Regions from separate parts of the Mus musculus genome. Here regions 1, 3 and 4 are each linked to region 2. The links are chromatin contacts, called in public promoter capture Hi-C maps. All regions are on one chromosome and are shown on one strand. The core of a region is the stretch at or near the end of the contact, and the rest is flanking DNA. Distances in the headings are between cores, read along the strand shown.

What was found. Promoter capture Hi-C pulls out the DNA fragments that hold promoters and counts their contacts.
Region 1: a contact with region 2 is called in a promoter capture Hi-C map of the HPC-7 cell line, with 5 times the contacts expected there. The contact joins the enhancer-like site here to the promoter of Ttk in region 2. A contact is called at or near these places in 12 of 39 promoter capture datasets (the 3T3-L1 cell line, the HPC-7 cell line, cranial neural crest and 8 more), 2 of 115 datasets of contacts at active chromatin or transcription factors (large pre-B cells and microglia) and 1 of 9 other capture datasets (adipose tissue).
Region 3: a contact with region 2 is called in a promoter capture Hi-C map of pre-B cells. The contact joins the promoter of Irak1bp1 here to the promoter of Ttk in region 2. A contact is called at or near these places in 2 of 39 promoter capture datasets (erythroid cells and pre-B cells) and 1 of 484 Hi-C or Micro-C datasets (regulatory T cells).
Region 4: a contact with region 2 is called in a promoter capture Hi-C map of the HPC-7 cell line, with 10 times the contacts expected there. The contact joins the enhancer-like site here to the promoter of Ttk in region 2. A contact is called at or near these places in 12 of 39 promoter capture datasets (the 3T3-L1 cell line, the HPC-7 cell line, HPC-7-derived erythroid cells and 9 more).

The regions. Positions count from the first base shown.
Region 1 is chr9:85,339,230-85,342,064 of GRCm38.p6, forward strand. No RefSeq gene overlaps it. Among named protein-coding and RNA genes, the nearest start is that of Tent5a, 13 kb to the left of the region's middle. Within about 2 kb of position 1,267, at least 53 of the 459 cell types and tissues checked have an H3K27ac peak or open chromatin away from gene starts, as enhancers often do. A contact at or near this core is called in the HPC-7 cell line, adipose tissue and hematopoietic stem and progenitor cells, where this site is marked.
Region 2 is chr9:83,833,289-83,835,988 of GRCm38.p6, forward strand. It overlaps Ttk (Ttk protein kinase), which reads left to right and starts at 1,401. Exons shown (of 22, transcript NM_009445.2): 1 at 1,401-1,471; 2 at 2,483-2,636. The coding sequence starts at 2,501.
Region 3 is chr9:82,828,524-82,831,239 of GRCm38.p6, forward strand. It overlaps Irak1bp1 (interleukin-1 receptor-associated kinase 1 binding protein 1), which reads left to right and starts at 1,283. Exons shown (of 4, transcript NM_022986.4): 1 at 1,283-1,816. The coding sequence starts at 1,505.
Region 4 is chr9:85,497,912-85,500,611 of GRCm38.p6, forward strand. No RefSeq gene overlaps it. Among named protein-coding and RNA genes, the nearest start is that of Gm25125, 27 kb to the left of the region's middle. Within about 2 kb of position 1,275, at least 5 of the 459 cell types and tissues checked have an H3K27ac peak or open chromatin away from gene starts, as enhancers often do. A contact at or near this core is called in the HPC-7 cell line, where this site is marked.

The DNA.
Region 1 (2,835 bases), core at 17-2,516, 1.5 Mb after region 2:
CTCCGCCTGCTCCCCAACCCACCCACTACCTTTCCTGGCCCTGGCATTTCCCTATACTGAGGCATAGAACCTTCACAGAACCTAGGGCCTCTCCTTCCATTGATGACCGACTAGGCCATCCTCTGCTACATATGCAGCTGGAGCCAGGAGTCCCACAATGTATTTTCTTTGATTGGTGGTTTAGTCCCAAGGAGCTCTGGGGGGTACTGGTTAGTTCATATTGATGTTCCTCCTATGGGGCTGCAAACTTGGGTACTTTCTCTAGCTCCTTCATTGGGGATCCTGTGCTCCCTCCAATGGATGACTGACTAAGTCTTTCTTGAACTCAAAGGCAGATATATTTCTGAATCTCCATAAATTCAGGTGTCTGCTGGTCAGGAGTACACAGATAATGTCCTTATGGACCTGGAATTGCTGGGACACAAATAGTAGCTATTAGTCATTAGAACAAAAGAACTTATGGGTCCTTCAACAGCACTATCCTTGTGCAAAGCAAGGAAGTTATCCATAACCTTCACCTCAGGACAATCCCCCCAAGCTAGGGTATGAATGGTTCAAGAATGTGCATACCCTCTAATTAAGTTCTGAATCAACAACATTACGTCACTAGAACCTCCAGTGTTGGAGCTATCTCTACCAGCAATCTCTGACCACTGCCTTTCTGCATGCAGGATTCTATAGCTTTGACTACTACTAGTACTACTGCTGCTGCTGCAACTTTTAAGACCTGGTAGTCTTTAGCTTCTGTGAAACTAAACCCTACCTTTTCTTCATCCATCTCGGCAAAAATGGTGACATGTAGAATTTTTCAAAATAAAAGTGGCTTTAATGTTAAACCATAAATGGAAAGGTAGTCATTACAGACATGATGAATCCTATAAAGTCACATTTGTCAAGTCCAAGTTCTTGATCCTAAAATGAGTGTGATCCTGCCTCAAAAGACTATTTCCTTGCCAGTGGAGACCTTGCTCATGACTTGAGCAGTTTTCTGGCTAACATATATTTTCCTTGTGTTTCTAAGTGTGGTTGATATTTGATAATGGGATGAGATAGATAATTAATTTAAAAAGGATTATCTGCTTAAACCAGAAAGATCAAGAAATGCCTAGCCACATTAAAAAAAAAAAAAAAGAAAAGAGCAGGAAACAACAACAACAACAACCACCAAGAACTAAAAGAGAAGTTAGGGCGTAGTCCTAGCCTAGGGCGCAATCTGTACTCAGTCAGGCAACAATCTGATATACTAGAGGAACTGAAACAAACTGTTTGGAGACAGAGCACCCAGAGGAAGGGGGTGGTGACAGGAGATTAGATTAGAACGAAAGTCAAAGGTCAGATCTCAGAGGTTGTAGTGAAGAGTCAAAGAGTCACTGGTGACTGACTATAAACAAGGGAATGAAAGGATTTAGCTTTAGAGATCACACTTGCCTCTAAATGCTGTTGGGAATGGAGAGGAGGAAAAATACAAAGGAGACCACTTACTACATGGTCAGTGTTGGTATATGAGTATAAAGGATGACTGTAGTTTGGATTTCATATCATAGATCATAGTCTATAAGGATTATGCAGTCCTTTGAATGCTTTTTTTAAACCTAGAAACACCAATAAAGTAGACTAATGTACAGTGTTAAGCATGCAAAGTCATAGCACTATTTTCTAGCATTTCCTTTTGTTTTCATGCATCTAAGTATCCACACAAGTACACATCTGTGTTGTGAAGCAACTTAAATTGAAGGAATCAACAAAGATTGAGTAGAGTTAGCTAGGAAAGGCAACCATGAGGGAAGAGACAGGTTTGTGTACTATGGTTTATTGCACCATAAAACTGCAGGTTAAGATTAATTGTTGACTTGACATAATCTAGCATCTCCAAAGAATCAAGACTCTGGGCCTGCCCAGGAGGGATTATCTTGAATAGGTTAGCCTCTGGACATGCCTGGGAAAGATTATCATGGTAAAGGCAGCCTCTGGACTGCTTCTGAAGGGTTATCTAGATGAGTTTTACTGAGATGTGAAGACCCATCCTAAAAGTGGGTGGAAGTATTCTCTGGGGTTTGGTCCTGAACTAGATCAAAAGGAAAGAGTCAGTGAAACACCAACAACTTATCTCCTTCTGCTTCCTGATTAGGAATCCAATGTGACCAGCTGCCTTAAACTCCTGACTCCAGGACTCCTCAGCAGAAGGTACTGAGCCTTCAGGAGTGAGCCAAAAGGAACCCTCCCTTCAATTGCTGTGTGTTTTACCATAGCACTGAGACAAATAAATAAGATAATAGTTCTTATATTTATTCACTAGTTATTTTTTTAGATATGACTTACAGTAACTTTTAAATGATAAAACCATAATAAGATTGAACCATTAGCATAGGAAAATGGTATACAACCAGGGGAATGTATTGACTTCAGAGGCCTTGTAAAGACTATTGGAATAGACCAGTAGGTAATTCACCCCCCTTTCAGTGAGACACTGCCTTTCTAGAATATTGGCTCTTCCCAAAAGGTTTCATGTACAGGAGGAAATCTTAAATCTTAACGTTTATTTAGGCCTCCTTCTCTCTGAGATTCCAAGTCAAGCTTTGTGGAATTTTCTCACAATGCAGTCTGGACTGTGGAGTCTCATGTACCACGGTATGAGTATTCGAAGTGTTCAAAAATTTGGATCATTGCCACTGAGAGTAATAGAAGGGCATCCCGCACTGGGTAAAATACCAAGCATCTGTTTTGCTTTGTCTAATATGCGACTGAATGGCCTCTCTTAGGGGAGGTCATCTTAATGAGTTTCTTTACCCAGATGTACTAAAGCACGCTGGACTTGACCTGATGACAAATATACTT
Region 2 (2,700 bases), core at 151-2,650:
GTTTATAGAATTCTCTCTTAAGTTTTTGGAGTGCATAAAATACAGCACACATTACTATTTTAATGTCCTAATTAGCCAAATATGTCATCTGTGTCATTTCTGGTCTGTTTTAATTGATCCCTTATTCCCCCTCCCCCTTAATAGTTACATTTTCTTGTTTTCAAAGTCTGGTGATTTTTTTTTCAATTACATAAGAGTGTAACGACAACCCTGTTGAGTTTTCTTGTATTTCTATAAATATTACTGAGCTGTGTTCTAGTCTACAGTTAAATTTCATGAAGATAGTCTGATCTTTTTAAGGTTTGCTTTTCAGCTTTTATGCTTGACCAAAAATACTTTAAAGACTAACTTTGCATTAAACCTTCTGTGTCTATAGGTTCTACATTCATGGATTTACTCAACTGTAGATGAGAAAAAAATATGTTTTTCCTGTGTCTCTATTGAACAACTTGTCAATATTTCTTAAGTAACACTATATAACATCTATTTGTATCACTTCTGTATTCAACTGGGTATTACAAATGATGCATAGACGATAAATTTTAAAGTATTCAGGACGCTGGGAGATTTAAATCACATGCCTTTAACCCCAGCCTGTTCTGCAAAGGGAGTCAGTTCTGTGGCAGCAGTGAATACACACACAGTGAGATTCTGCCTCGAAAACAAAAACAAACTAGCTCCCCTCCCCCACCAAAAGAAAATAAATGTATACAGGAATAGAGCATAGGTTGTGTGTACAATGCCTCTTTATTTAAAGACTTGGAATATCCACAGATTTGGGTATCAGCAATTTGTGACAGAGGGCATCACTTACTGAATGAAGATGAGAGATCTGGCTACTGCTGTAGCTTCTTACACAAAGCAAAACTATCAAGAGTAAACCAGAGCAAAAACACAGCATCTGCGCCATTTCTCGCCCATGAAACCGTTCCCCTGGACCACACAGTCTGCTAGGGGAGCTGGGTACCATTGAGAAAGCCTAGAGAAGCGTTTCTCCTAAGAGCAGCTGAGCTCATAACTGAGACAGCATCACGGGGATGGGGGCGGGGGGGGGGAATGGTTCGGAGAAAGGAGCTCAGCCAGGATGTCCCGACAGGGAGGGGACCAGAATTCTAACAAAGAGAAGGGCGGGTCTTGGGTTGAAGGCGAGGCCAGGGCTCCCTGGAGGGTAGTGCAAGGTCCAGCGGGAGAGCACCAAAGAAAAAGACCCTGACCCCTGACCGTACAGGCGCAGGTCAGCACGGCGAGCGCGTCGGCAGCTGCGGGTAACTCCCCGGGCCGCTTGAAGTGGGTGGGTCCGGCCTCAACGCAGGAGGGGCGGTGCGACGCAAGGAGCCAATCACGGCCCACGCTTCCACGTGGCGAGCCGTAACCAATGAGAGGTAGCGGGGAAGGCAGCGGGGAAATTTCAAACGTGTTTCCGGAGAGGGGTTGGGGTGCTGCTGTTTGGGCTGCAGCTTGGCTTTCAGAGGTGGGTGCATCAGAGCGGGCATGGCAGAGAGGCTGCGGCCGGCGGGAGGCTGCTGGGTGACGAGGGTGGCGGCGAGCGAGCTGGCGCTTGAGCCCCCGGCCAGGCGGGCGGGTACGGCCTGTAGGTCCTGGGCTGCTGGTGGGGGAGCAGGGCCCAGAAGCGGGTGCGCCGTGCGGGTCAGGACTGATTGTGTAACTCTCAAGACCTGCCCCCGTGGGTGGCTGTGAGCTGGGAGGAGGTGGGGAACCCCTTGCTCCCCTCCTTTGGGCCCATTTTTATTGTTAACACTCCGCGGTGGCTCTGAGCTTTAGTTACTGCGTTGTGGAGAATGGCAGACAGAGTGACAGAAAGCCTGCAGACTGTGGGCTATTAACCAACACATTCATGCAGATAACCGGAGCGCCTGGGCTCCAGTACTGTGACAAGTACCTCGATGCTTGCATTAGAAGGATAAAAGCACAAATCAGGGCTTTGTCTGGGACAAACTTCTGAAAGTCGCTTATCTGTAGAAGGATGCAGAATGCGCGCAATGTCAATATTTACTCTGGCAGGGTAGGCGACCAAAGGGACAACTTATTGTCATTACCAAACGGATTCCTTACGTTCCGTAGGTGAAAGAAAGACATTCAGTGAAATGAAGTTTTCAAAGGCGTCAGCTGGACGTGGTGGTGTATCTATGTACAGCTAGTGCTTGGGAGATGTAAGGAGATAAGCTGCAGAATCAGAGAGAGCAAGGCCATCCTAGGCTACTTAACACCCTTACTCAAAACACAAAAGCGTCATGAGAGCATTATCTTCCAGGTTCACACAGTGTAACCTCAATGCTGTTTCATACTGGGAAGAATAGATGTTTTTGGTTCGTTGAAACTTTGTTCTGGTAAATTACAAGCTATGTCCTTGTGGGTTTTGTTGCTCTGGTTTGATTTAGTTGCCACTAACACTTACCTCATAACAGTTACATTTAGATAGATATGTTTACAAAACTAATGTTCTATCTTATTTATTCCAAAGACGAGTTACAATTTAGAAATGGAGGCTGAAGAGTTAATTGGCAGCAGTGTGACGATTGATTCCATCATGAGCAAAATGAGAGATATTAAAAATAAGATAAATGAAGACTGTACTGATGAGCTAAGCTTGTCTAAAATCTGTGCCGATCACACGGGTGAGTTTTTTCTTTGCTTAAAAAAGCAAACAAAAACCTAAAAAAAAAAAAAAAAAAACCGTTG
Region 3 (2,716 bases), core at 33-2,532, 1.0 Mb before region 2:
GAACAAAGAAATTCCTCCAATTTTAAAAGGTATTTTCATTGCCTAGAGTTGTAAAATATGCATATATGCCTGTATGCATATATGGTTATATGGTGGAAAGTTCTTAAATTATAATTATATATATATATATATATATATATATATATATATATATATACACACATATATACATATATATAATTCTTATCTGACAATAAGTTTCAAACTAAACAATTATGTTGACCTAATGATGGACCAAACAAAGAGATTACCACTTGATCTAGCTAAATTATTGAATTAAAATACTGGTTTTTTAAAAATTTGAGGAAAAATCACAAAGACTATAGACTTTTTCAAGTTCCTATAAAAAACTACTTCCTACATCCCTGCCCCCAAGGTTTTCTCCTCCCATTCTGTTAATAAAATTCTAACAGGAATCAGACGAGCTGTCATCACCAAGACATTAAGAAAATGACTATAGGCCAGGTGTGGTTTGAACCCCAGCACTCTAGAGCAGAGGGAGAAGCGGGGAAGGGGAAAGAGGAAAGAAAAGAGAGACAGTAGGGTGTGCTGAGGAAAATTACTATAATAGGAGGGCTTGGAGAGGGCACGTACAGCTTTTCATTATAATGGCTGTCAAGAAATGGGTCGAAACCTTGCATTTCTGCAAGCTCGAGGTCAGTCTGGTCAACAAGGTAAATTCCAGGCCAGTCGGGGTTACATACTGAGACCCTGTCTCCAAAAGGGGAAGAGGAAGCTATAACAGACAAGTACATGACATGCCTGTCATTGCTCACGCTGATGTCCAGGCTCAAGACCAGAATTACTCCAAGACATTTAGAATTTGACACTGACACTCTTTCTAAAGATTGTAGCTATGACGAACAACATCCCACCCACCCCCACCCACCCCCCCGTTTTCTCTGTCTTTCCACATGCCAACACTCTACATTCAGCGGGCCTCTAATAAACAAACAGCAGTTGTGGGGGAAAAAAATCAACAGTGTCCTGGAAAAAAACGCACTCGAGGATCCCCATAGTGTCCAAACTCTCACGAGCAAAACGTAGTTTATTTGAAGAGAAACTCCTCACGAACCAAACAAGTACTTGCACTTGCGGGTAAGACCACCGGAGTCTCACAAAGAAGGAGGCCGCCCCGGCACCGTGAAATTCGGGAAGAAAGGGCTACCGGGATCACACACGTTGGAAACGCAGAGCCTTCATCCCCATGCGGACTGAGGGATGGAGGCGGCCCAGGGGGAGGGGAGAAGAACGACTGGTCACGTGGAAGGCCCGTGATCACTGACCGCGAGGGCAGGACAGACAGCTCCGGTTCTTGCAGGCCATGAGGAGGTAACTATTTAAAATGTGTGCAGGCCTCCTTCCCTGGGGGAAAACCCGGTCTCCACGCTGCAGCGGCGCCTCCATCCCGGCATCCTCCGCGCGGACTAGCAAGCGCGCGGCAGCTAAACGTCACTCCCCGCCATCAACCTGGCGTTGCTATGGCAACACAGCTGCCCCAGCTATGTCGCTGCAACCCGCCCCTGCATCGCGGGTGTTCATGGAACTGGTTCCCTGGGCTGACCGGGGCCGGGAAAACCATCCGATCTCGGCCGCGGAGGCGCAGCCGATCGGCCGCCGACCCCACGTCGCGGAGGCCCACCCCGGAGCCCGTGAGGTCCACGTGAGCGGCGCGGCCGAGGTGTCCGCCAGCCCCGACCGAGCGCTGGTGACCGTGCGAGTGAGCAGCACCAAGGAGGTGTCGGCCGAGGCCAAGAAGAGTGTGTGTCGCCGCCTGGACTACATCACGCAGAGCCTCCAGCAGCAGGGGTTTCAGGTGAGACTTCCGAGACGGGGTGCAGAGCGGGTGACTCTGTACCTTTGGGGATGCTTTGTTACCGCAGGATCCATTCTAGGGCGCAATGGATGTTTGACCTTTCCTTCTAGAATCTAGATGAAAGCCGTTATGGGCCGCAGCGAACTTGAAATCAGGAATGCAGGTTGGGTAGGGTTTTTGTTTGTTTGTTTTTGTTTTTGTTTTGAGACAGGGTTTCTCTGTATAGCCCTGGCTGCCCTGGACTCACTTTGTAGACCAGGCTGGCCTCGAACTCAGAAATCCGCCTGCCTCTGCCTCCCCAGTGCTGGGATTAAAGGCGTGCGCCACCACGCCCGTGGTTGGGTAGGTTTTTATCTGGTGATGTTTGCTACAGTGGTTTTGTTATTAAGATTAGAGTGATGAAATGTTTTTTTGAAAAATTACATGTAAATGTTTGCATAAGTAGAATGTTGAACCTTCTCCTCCCCCCTCCCCCCACCCCCCCTCCCCATACACACACTTTGGTAGTTTTTATTCTGCATGTTGAAATAGGTCGGTGAGGAGCCTGAACTGCTTCCATCCAATCAAAGGTTTGTGTGGAGTGGCTCTTCAATGTACTTATTAGCATCTATTTATGGTTTATAATGATCGCCTACCCCAAATTTTCCACCTTTTTAGTTTTAACTTTTTTAAGTCAATGTATGTAGGTGTCATAGGTGAAATATTTCTACTTTCTAGACATGTCTGTGGAACAAATCACTAAATAGGTCGCACCTTAAGCCTCCCTCCTTTTAACGAATGGGGCAAAAATGTCCACACAGCGACTCTTAGGCGTGTTTTAATATCACCACTTTCCAAATTTACGGCAATAAAATAATGCTCTGAGTTTAAAAGAAAAATATTTGAAATCCTGTTCCTGGA
Region 4 (2,700 bases), core at 25-2,524, 1.7 Mb after region 2:
GACTAGCTTGTACATGATAAGCTTAAAATTAAGTTCCAAGTAATCCTAAAATCAGTCACCAAAATACAGGGGGAGGGGATGTAGTGAAAAAAATATCATCTTTTAAACAGTTGGTTCTGCAGAATTTTTTTCTAACAAAATATTCCATAGCAAAGGGTTTTGGAAACCTGAGTGTAGACAGTAAGTGTGAAACTTAATGAAATGTTTAAGCAAAGCAGTGTGATTCTGTTCATAATGTTGAGGGAAATGTCTTCCTTTACACTTTAATGGTATTCATAGGTGTACTAGCTACTTTATAAAATGTTATTGGGCAATATGCTTTATGATTATGATGCTAGATGACCATCTTAAACCCATACAGACTTCATTGACTTTAAAAAATATTCAGGTTTTTTTTTCAGTTCCAGAAAAATTTCACCAAAAAAAAAACAAAACAAAAACAAAACAAAACAATACAAAACAAAACAAAAACAATAGCTTTCTTTTTGTACTACTTAGAAATGACCGAAGACCAGGCCATTTTGGCTTATCCAAATGAATGTAATCTTTTTTTCTTTTCCAGAAGTGATATTTAAAGTTTCACAAAGTAGATGATACTCCAAAATCCTAAGAGTTTATCAAGTCAATGAAACATAAATACTTGGGCATTGTCAATATGCACCAGGAAGAGGAGAGAGGGAAGTGGCCTTTCCGGCATGTGCTAACCTCATTTATTAACTTTATTCAGTGAAACTCAAAGGATATTTTGAAGAAGCAGGAGACTGATAATGTCATTATGTATATTCTGATTAAGTGTGGCCAGGGTTTAAAAGTTATCTCTAACTTACTTTATTCATGGGACTTCACCTCAGACTTTCAAACCATTTGACCTCTGTGCATTATTTCCCAGCTGGCCAGACATGAACTCAGAAATCAAAGTGTCATGAGAGCAAAAGAGAATACATCTAGACTGCCTTTATCCTATCCAGTGCTGGTTTGCATGCAACATAATTTTCTTCCATGGAAAAAGCTCTTTGCAAAACAGAACTAGCATACACCTCTGAAGAGGAAAACACCACACCAAAACAAACTCACACACTGAAAGAAAGCCCAGTGGTCCATTGAACATTCAGGGTAAGACTTAATATATATGAACAAAAAGCTGCATCTCCTTTTCAAAAATAAAAATAAAAATCTGACAGCTTTTGCCATTAGAGGCCTCTGTTACAAACCACCTTAACCAGGAAGTCTCAAAGGAAAGCTGATTCCCTGTACAACTGACAGTCTTGGAGCTCAGTCATGTGCAATGAACCAAATGTAATCGTATTTCCTCCCATTTGGAACTTCCAGAATTTGAGCCTTGGGGAGCTCGGTGTGTTACCTCCTGGTCCCATGTGTCTTCAGCTCCCTTCTTTGAGCTAAAGACAGACTACCTGTCCACCGAATCCTTCTCTGAAAAAGTGGAAGCAAACAGGTATTAAGACACCTTAGTAGTTTGATGAGACTCTGTTAACGAGCTTATGTAAACAAATACATTAAAAGTATTTTGGTGGCAAGAAAAGTGCATCTCTGATGTAGGTTTTGTGATAACAAATATTCACAGCATTTGCCTTCTGAGGGGTCAGGAGGGCCTACCCGCTCACATTCTAAATGAAGAGCATATCCACTACAGGACATCTAAATAGAGACCCAACATTATGGTGCTCACTGAGCTAAAGCCATGAGGAAACACATCCCAACTAAAAAGGCAGTTTACTCTGTAAACAGTAATTTTCAATTGACATTTGACTTTGGATAAGTTGAAACATCTGAGCCTGAATCCCACACCAAATTAAAACACACATATAAATCACCCCCTTGGGGCTGTGGTCCTTTCAGAGATGGAGGGCTAGCACAAGCATTCTTTGAAATGATCCATGTAGACTTGTTTAAAACGTTTTTGCTTGTTCACTGCCACGTTGGCGAAATCCCATACTTCTTTACTGGATGTATATCTTTAATGACCCACCTCGGCTTCCTGTTTATCTGTAAGTCCCTACCCTGAATACCTCAGCTTGGATCTATTTCTGTGACACCTTGGTTGATTCCTGAAGTCATCATTAGATGTTCCCCAGTCTCTCTAAGGCAGGAGGTTCGTTCCTCATGTAACATTTTAAATGATGCATTTGTAGGTATTATTTCCTTGTCTCAGGGCAAGGACTCTCTTCACTTGATTCTTACTGAATCCTTAGCACACTGCCTGTATAGTAAGCAGCCAACGATCCATTGCTTACTAAACGAATAAATTATGCTTCCATTATTTTAATTTATTTAGTCATTTGTTTTTATTATTGCAATTTATATGTGTATATATATATATATGCATGTATGTATATATGGGTTTCACTGTGACATTTCCATATATGTGTATAACCTGATTTGGTCATTCCATAGTTCCCAACCCTCTGCCAAAATGTTTCTGTCTTCCTGTACCATGACACCCTGCCTTTCCTAGTAGTCCTTTCACTTCTTTCACGTGAGTTTTAATTTTTAATTCTGATTTCTACATGTGAAAGCAATCATGTGTTGTTTAACAGTTTCCTCTGAGATAAAACATCCTATACCAGAGGGAAGCTCCTTTAAGGACTAGGCTTAGGGATGTGAAATACTCTGTCCTATAGGAAAGTTCATTAAACTCAAGAAGAAAACAACTCAGAGCCTTAAGGAAAGAACCAAAACTGA